Regions from separate parts of the Mus musculus genome. Here region 2 is linked to region 1. A link is a contact called in public HiChIP or PLAC-seq data. All regions are on one chromosome and are shown on one strand. The core of a region is the stretch at or near the end of the contact, and the rest is flanking DNA. Distances in the headings are between cores, read along the strand shown.

Evidence for each region. HiChIP or PLAC-seq counts read pairs in DNA pulled down with a chosen protein or histone mark.
Region 2: an H3K27ac HiChIP or PLAC-seq map of microglia shows a contact between it and region 1, with 3 times the contacts expected there. The contact joins two enhancer-like sites. A contact is called at or near these places in 2 of 484 Hi-C or Micro-C datasets (pancreatic cancer cells and trophoblast stem cells), 2 of 115 datasets of contacts at active chromatin or transcription factors (microglia and neural progenitor cells) and 1 of 9 other capture datasets (embryonic stem cells).

Annotation. Positions count from the first base shown.
Region 1 is chr9:22,812,496-22,816,521 of GRCm38.p6, forward strand. Bbs9 (Bardet-Biedl syndrome 9 (human)) reads left to right here. Exons shown (of 23, transcript NM_001360259.1): 21 at 1-48. Among named protein-coding and RNA genes, the nearest start is that of Gm39309, 9.5 kb to the left of the region's middle. Within about 2 kb of position 2,421, at least 71 of the 459 cell types and tissues checked have an H3K27ac peak or open chromatin away from gene starts, as enhancers often do. A contact at or near this core is called in microglia, where this site is marked.
Region 2 is chr9:22,961,098-22,965,345 of GRCm38.p6, forward strand. No RefSeq gene overlaps it. Among named protein-coding and RNA genes, the nearest start is that of Gm36685, 27 kb to the right of the region's middle. Within about 2 kb of position 1,359, at least 23 of the 459 cell types and tissues checked have an H3K27ac peak or open chromatin away from gene starts, as enhancers often do. A contact at or near this core is called in microglia, where this site is marked.

The DNA.
Region 1 (4,026 bases), core at 1,171-3,670:
TCTGCGTGAGCACAGATGCAGCGGCCCCGCAGGCCATGGTTGTGCCAGGTAAGATTCCTGCCTAAGGACAGCGCTCTTCCCAGGAGAGAAATGTGCCTACAGCTGTATTTGGGTTTAAATTTCATATTAAAATGATGATAGCCAAGAAAATTGCTTTCACGTTTCCCCTCGCATATCCTGTGGTAACCACGTGGATAAATATTCTCTGGGTATTTGCTTGCTAAACATTTGTAGAATGGTATGTCTTTTTTTTTTCTTGACTCTGTCCTTAAATATATGATCCATTTTGTTTTGCTTCTAACCAATAAAAAGAGGATTAGAGAATAAAAGTGTTTTTAAGGAAAAGTTTTACCAAATGTGATCTTAAGATGCTGAATTTCATGAATGTAAATAACATGATACAAGGAATTAATGTGATCCAGATGAGTTAGATCTCGTCTGCTGTTTGCCTGCACTGTGATCATTGGAACGAGGGGCAAGAGTCTGAGGGAAAGACCCAGGATCACAGAGGCGAGCAGAGAGGACCAAGGCGCCTGTGGGTCAAGGAGGGGAGAGCCCCAGTTGGCCCATGAGCTCCTTCACTGAGGTCCAGACAGCTAAGCTTGCCTTCCCACAGTGTGGGTCTGAGTGGTCAGTCACACTGCACTCAGGCCCTTGGAAGCTCCTAGGCCTGCTTCTCCATCCTGACCTTTCGATAGCAGCTCGTGGACCACGATGCCAGAGACGCTATTACACACTGCAGCTGTGGTTTTACTCAAGCGCCCAGTTTGAGAGGTGACATGATTCTCTTCTTCTTTCATGTATGACTTCTGTCCCCGGTGCTGATCTTCTTGCTATTGCCTTCTTTCCCTCTTTAGTCAGAATGCCCAGAAGAGGGAATTTGGGTGGAATCTTCAGAAGATAAACATGGAGCCTGTATAACAAGCTGATAAGCCCAGGCCTCAGGGGCAGACAAACCAGTGTTTGGATCTTGCTTCTATTCCTTTTGATTTAGCCCTCCTTGGGCATTGGTTTCCAACCCTGCTGTCTTCCTCTAGAACAGCAGTTCTCAACCTGTAGGTCATGACCCTTTTGGGAGTTGCATATCAGATATCCTGCATATCAGATATTTACATTGTGATTCATAACAGTAGCAGAATTATAATTATAAAGTAGCAATGAAGTAATTTTATGGTTGTGGGTCACCACACCGTGACATGAACAGGTTGCAGCATGAGGAAGGTTGAGACCACTGCTCTAGATGGTAAGAATAATGATACTTGCTTGATTGCCATGGCTTTCTGTGTGTGAAAAGCACTCGGCACCATGCTTGGGACAGAATCCCCAGTTACGACTGCTGCTGCAGGTACATGTGGTTCATCCTTCAAAGCCAGCTTGTAATCCCAGGATGCTGCATTTGATTATTTGAAAAAAAATTTTTTGCACTATAACTATATATAAAACCCAACCTTTACTATGAAGAGTATTTGTTAGCTGGTCTGTTGGCGGTTCTTTACCAGGGTGTGGAGGGTGGAGTTTGGTGTCTTGTCCTTGTCACATCCTCCTGCTCTTCCTTTTGATCTCCAGTCCTTCAGAGGAGTATCCTCCTAAGAAATGAGCATTACAGCTCAATGATGTATGACCTGAAAACTCTTCATTCTGATTGGCACAGAGTATGCACCCTTCCCTCCACATTACACAGGAAAGGGAGTGGGATTTCTGGAAGGAGTCCAGGAGGGGGGACTCAGCACACCTGATCTGGCAGGGTCTGCAGTCACCTGGGAGATGGGCTTCTGGGCGTGTCTGTGCCAGTTACCTTGATATAGGAAGACTCATCTTAAGGCTGGGCTGGACCCTTCTCTCTGCCTGAACTGTGCCAAATGGGAAAGCAGGCCAAGTGTAGTGTTAGTCCTCACGCCTCTGTTCCTGGCCGTGGATGCTGTATGGTCCGCTGTATGGTCTGCCTCCTTTACATGTCCCCAGTTAGTGACTTTATCCTTGAACCCTGGGCCAGAATAACCCCCTTCCTTCCTAATGTTCCTTTCAGCAGGACATTCTTATCGCAGCAACAGGAACAGAAAGAAACTCCTGTCAGCTGAGGTTGTGGTTGCCCAGGCCTTCCTGTGGAGCCCAGTCTGCGCCTGGTTGGGAGCAGAAACCCAGAGACTCCTCTAGCCACACTTACTGCGTGTGCAACTTAGGCCATTCTTCTGCAAGTAGCCAAGCAACTGGAGAGTTGTGCACATGTCCAGGGTTTGGAATATTTAACCTGTCAATGTAAAAACTCTGGGTATGTGACTGGCAAAGATAGAGGAAGGGGAACATGGAGGAGGAAGAAATAAAGAAAGAGGAAGACAGGAAACATTTGTTCCCAGCCTAGGAGTGCTAGACGGGCCGAGCCCTTCCTGCCCGTCTGGCTGAGCACTTTTCACCAGCTACACTGAAGCTGACTGTGCTGGAGTGTGATGTCAGTCACCCACCCCTCTTCCCTGCTGGTGACCTTCCCTTCTCTGTAGCTCTAATTGTACCTCCAGTAATTGTGAGCAGCTGTGCACCCCGTCCTTTCTCATCACGGTGCTCACTGTCACCTGAAATACTTTCCTCTCATAACTCACACTTGTCACACGTCTCACTCCCATACTTAGCTCATTCTTGGGGGAGACGAGACATGGAACGTGGCTGCTCTGTCACCACAGAAAGCAGAAGCAGGAGAAGCAGTCTAGCCCAGAGCTCACACCGTCTCTGGAAGTGTTAGGTATGGAACACAGACATCCTGGCCCGCTGTGCTGAGCTCTAGGCCACACAGACCACAGCATTACAAAGGTACTTCTCAGCAGAGCCCCCTCTGGGATGAGCTGTTCTCCATGCAGCCCCCACCTCTTCAGCTCCTGGGGCAGTGTGGGGGAAAGGCCACAGGGCGCTTCCCAGTTCTTCCTTTTCTGTGAGGACACAGGCTCCCAGGAGAGATGCATCACGTGCTCATCGTGTATTTGTTTGTCCTTAACTTTTCTTTTCTCTATAAATGGCATGATACTAATGTAATGGGGAAAGTAAGAAGTACCATGAGTTATTTCTGCTGCCAATCTCCAGTTGTACAGCTCACAATGGCAGGATGGCTGTAACAGCTGACTCAGTATACAAGGGCGCACTGGTGTGGTAGAAGAAACAAGGCTATGGTGGAATGTTAGAATCTCCAGGGTCGCAGGGGAGTGTTAGAGTACCAAGCATACAGTGGAGTGCTGTCAGGTTGGATGAGGCTGTGGGGTAGGGTGTTAGAACGGAGTGGATTAATGAACACACAGGCAGACACAAGCTTATTTTAAGGTTCAGATAAGAACTTAGGAATCACCTGGTTCGCCTCCCTCACTAACAGCTGAGGGAACCAGGGCCCGAGAGGTTGCTAAGTGGTTGTATTAAAGTCAGGAGTGTGTGTAATTGTACCATGCCCCCTATTAAAGTGCAGATGGATAAACATCTCTGAATAAAACCCCCATGGTCTCCTGTAGCCGTGGGACTTCACGGGTTGGGCACTCTGGATATGCCCTCTCAGGTCCTGCAGTGATGCCCACAATGAGAGCACCCTCCCAGGAGGCCAGAGGTAGATACTCTTCTGCCACTAGCAATAACATCATGACCTTTTAGAAACCTTTCTTTTATTGTTGAGAGTATAATATAATTATATTTTGACCTCTTTTCTTTTCCTCCCTCCAAACCCTCCTATTTACCTTTCCTTGCTCTCTTACAAATTCATGACTTTTTTCACTAATGAGTGGTAGTACAGTGTGTGTGTGTGTGTGTGCGCACGCGTGTGTGCACGTGTGTATGTGTATTCATAAATACATAAATACAACCTTCTTAGTCAGTATGATATTACTCTATATGTTTTCATAGCAGGATATTTGGTGTCAGATAATGAAATAGTGTGCTTTTCCCTGGGGAAGACTATTTCTCCTACCCGAGCTTTCCTTTAGTTGCCTGTAGTCCTATTATTATTATTATTATTATTATTATTATTACAATTTCTTTTATTTTTAAATTACAATATAA
Region 2 (4,248 bases), core at 109-2,608, 150 kb after region 1:
TCTTGGAATTCACTTTGGAAATGGATTTAGAGTTGAAATCCACAGCAGGAAGATCTTCCATTTTTCTTACCTAAGTTTTCTGGCTCTTGGGTAGTGGAAGCAGAAAGGAATGTGTTTAAAGTGTAGGTATCCTGGCTGCTATCACTGGCTGAGCCACCGAAGGTGATTGTCATGCTTGGGGGTGGAGTCTCAGCCACACTCACTCAGGACCTTTTATTGGGGTGGTAACAAAAGTGTTCCTCCTGTAAATGATCACAGAAAGGATGATCTGAATTAATTTGGGGGAATTTCATTTCTTAGCTCAAATGTTAACATTGCCTCCCACCAGTAACCATAAACTAGGACCTGCTCTGCCACCTCCCCTATGTTTAACCAAGCTAACCTAAAAAGCAAAGCTTTAGAGCTAGTCTGCTTACCCTTAACTGAGAATTACCATCTGCCTTACTATCTTTCTGTTGGATGGGTCACAGTCTATTAGCCTTATTGAATACTACTGTTTGCAAAGATTGTTCTAAAATCAGTATGATTTCTGGAATGAAGGCATTTCCAGCACAGGAAAAATACAACCGAGAAGGACACAGTTGAGGTACTGAGAGAATTTTCCATGTGCACCACCCCTCAGGAAATTTTGTGGCAAACCTACCATACCATTGACATTCAAACAAATTCAACCTCAAATACCAGATCAAATTTAAGTTGGTGAAATTTTGAGGGAGGCAGGGTTAGCTGTCTGTGTTCATTGTCTTGGAAGGCAAAGTCCTTTTGCCTTTAGAGGGCATACATGTAACTTACATAGTAGACCTTGGCAGTGGATATATACATCCCTGAATCTATACACCAGCAGATACAGCCAATCACAGATCAAAATACTAGAAAAAAAATACATATATCTTGAACATATAGACTTCTTTTCTTGCCACAAGTCCATAAATAATTTGGTAAATAATACATATTTACTTTACATTATGTATTATAAGTAACCCAGAGGTGATTTAGGGTATGGGGATGGGTATGCCTATTATTTATAAATATTATGTCTTCATATATGAGGTATTTGAGCATCCTCAAATTTAGGTATCCTAGAGGATCCCAGAGCCAACACCCCCTAGAACACTAGGGGGTAACCATAACTCTGTACAAGTACGGAGGTGGGGAAGCAGCCTACTGATCTTTGCTGGGTGGACGGACAGTGGGGACTTGCAAAGACAGCCACTCTTCCAAGAGAGACTATGGCCTCAGTGCCCTACAGCAAGGGAAAGACGTGGCTTCTCTGGTCTAACTGATACTACAAAGGGGGAAGGCCTGCTAGTTCAATGCAAGAAGATATCCAGCCACTACCACCTCAAACTGAAAGCAAAGCAAAAGGCCAGTTCTGAAACTGGAGGTAATTAGTTCCTCATGCAACGGGCTGAGACTCAATCCAGACATGTGAACGGTCCATTTGTTTCCCTTTTCTTCCTTTCTTTTGTTGTTTTGCTTCTCTTTTTCCTCCCAGACAGTTTATAGCCCTGTAGGAAGTATAACCATGCAAGCTCTTGGCATGGCACAGGTTCACTGTGTGTCGCTTGTGATTGCTTTGCTCATTTTGATCAGGTTTTACACGGAAATGCATGTAATGAATTCAGCTCCTCTTGTCCGGGAGATTTATGTTTCCCAGAAGGCCTATTTCACCCTCTCTATCAGTAGTCACATTGTTACTGCATTTCTCAGTCACAAAAAAGATCTCCAGACTAGACCATTGACCATAAATGCTCAGTTTACTATTGAATTCTGATTATTTTCTTAATTTGGAGAAAAATCAAACTGTTTAGCAAAATCAGGTTTAAGCTTGGGATTAGCAAAAAAAAAAAAAAAAAAAAAAAAAAAAAAAAGCAGTCTTCAAATTCTTATCTGGAAAATTTTAAATCTCCAAAAATTCCTACCTTTGAGGGCCTGCCTCTTAAGCTTTCTGAGTCAAGTTCAGGTCTCTTAAATTCCCAAAAGAGTACACAGCTCATATTCCCAGCTCTGGGCCTCTGCTTCCTTCATTGGCTGATCATGTTGTATTATGCCACTGTGTTTCTGCCAAGGGCTCACCCCTGAAAGTGGCTTCTCTTCCTCTCTTTAACTATCATGTAGTCTTCAGAAGTCCTTAGGCTTCTAGGTCATTAGACAAAAAAACAAAACAAAACAAAATCAAAAACAAAAACAAAAACAAAACAACCCCAAAACCCTATGTACAAAATGGACTTTAACTCTCAGGGGATAATTTATCAGTCTGTCTACTTTCTCTTCTGCGTTAGATGGGGCCCAGGAAAGGCTGTACTTGGGATCATGGTTTGCTTGGATCTTGGAATGGGTTCCCTTTCCTGCCTGGTTCCGGTTATGCTGTGACTGCTCTCATCTGGAAACCTTGACCTTGTCCCACATTTCCTTATGTTTGCAGCTGATAAAGACATCACCTACATTTCCTCTGAGTTGTGGTTGGAGTCTGAAATGTCAACCATATTTGAATGATTGTTGGTTCTGTAAACTTGGAAGGTTGGGACCCAGCTGACAGAGTACTCAGTAGGGTCCAGTCAGTGAGAGTTATATACCCACCTCCTAGTTCCTGCTTTTCTCAGTGCTTCATGGTCTGCTGTGATTCCTCACCTTTACCACATGTTTCCATCACCATGGTCTTACACTCCAGTGTCCTCCCAGATATGATGGATGGATCCTCTGATACTGTGTGCCCAGATCCCTCCTCCCTTAAGTTACACCATCAGGGATCACCACAGCAATGCTACAGCAGTGTGTCCTTGGCTTGCCAGCTCCTCCTCACAAGTAGGATCTCACTTTGATATTCATCTTCTCCCTGAGTCGGGAGCTCTGCTTAGGCCCTGGCACAAGATGATTCTATGTCCTGCTTGGCCCTAACCTGGCATTGAAGTAGACACCAGCCCACCCTACCTGATGTGCTCTGCCAGCTTGTCTCATGTGTCAATCATTTGGGATTCCTATTCCCTAGCAAAATGTTGGCCATTATTTTCAACATGGTGAATTGAGCTGGACTGTGAATTCCTTTTGGTGAGCTGGTCTGTGTTTGAATTGGCAAACCGATGCTAAGTTTCACACTTTTCTCAGCATTTTATAAAATTCAGTATTGATATACTTAAAGGCAAAGGGGTCTTCTGATACCGGAATCCTAGCTCTGGGTGTTTTAATCCTTTTAAAGTATCAGGTTTCTTTAATAAAATAAAATCCACCACAGTTTGAAATGCTGAACTCATGCCTCCTTGGAGTGCTGATATTCAAATTTTATGGGATGAAAAAAAAAAAAGGAGAAAGGAAAGAAAACAAATACTTCTTTGCTCTGTAGGTTTCTGGAGTCTTTAGTTTTGATGAATTTGTTTAAAATATTTTTAAAATTGAATTTGATTTTGCCTTAATTATTTTGTTGATGTTTTCTTCCTTTGTTGTGGGCTTATTCTAATCATCTGTATAGATAGGAAAGTACCAACTTTCTCAAGACAAGGAGGTATGTAGATTATTTACGTGGAATGTTCTAGAAAGTCTAAAGAAATGAACTTTTGTTTTGGCATTTTTTTCTCTAGATAGCATGCTTTTTTTCAGATTTATTTTTGTCTTAAATGTCTAGGTTATTTAACTTAGCTTTTTGAAGATCAATCCTAGATAGAAAACTAATACTGGGATTGGAAACAAATATGGTCAAATTGCTTTGCATAAATGCACATTTTTGGTGTATTTATTTTGGTGACACCTTTTGGTTCCTTTTAACAGCAGTCAGAGGGGTAAGGAGCAATTTATGACCATATCTGGGACCCCAGAGCAGCCTTGGACATTCAGATAACCTGCCGATTTTATCAAGTTCCCCAGAAGAATGATCTTTTTCATAGCTCCGTTTTAGGTGTATTTAATATTTTTTGTTTATTTGCTTTGTTTGTACATTTTAGAGACAGGGACTCACTCTGTAGCCTAAGCTGGCCTTGAACTCACAAGTGAGCCTCTTGCTTTAGTCCTGAGTATTAGATTACAGATGGGATCCCAGGTGGAAGCATATATTTATTAATAATGGTATTTGCCCTAATTTTATGGCATATGAAGTGGCCTTAAATGTGCACTATTAGTTTTCTTTTGTTCTCTTTTTTCTTTTGTTCAGCACAGTATAGCTTTACAGTGAGCTGAGCTTTTGAATTTACAATTTTTGTGTAATCCTCATTACTTTTATGTGAAACACCGAGTTTGGGGGAATTAGTGTCTTTCGAG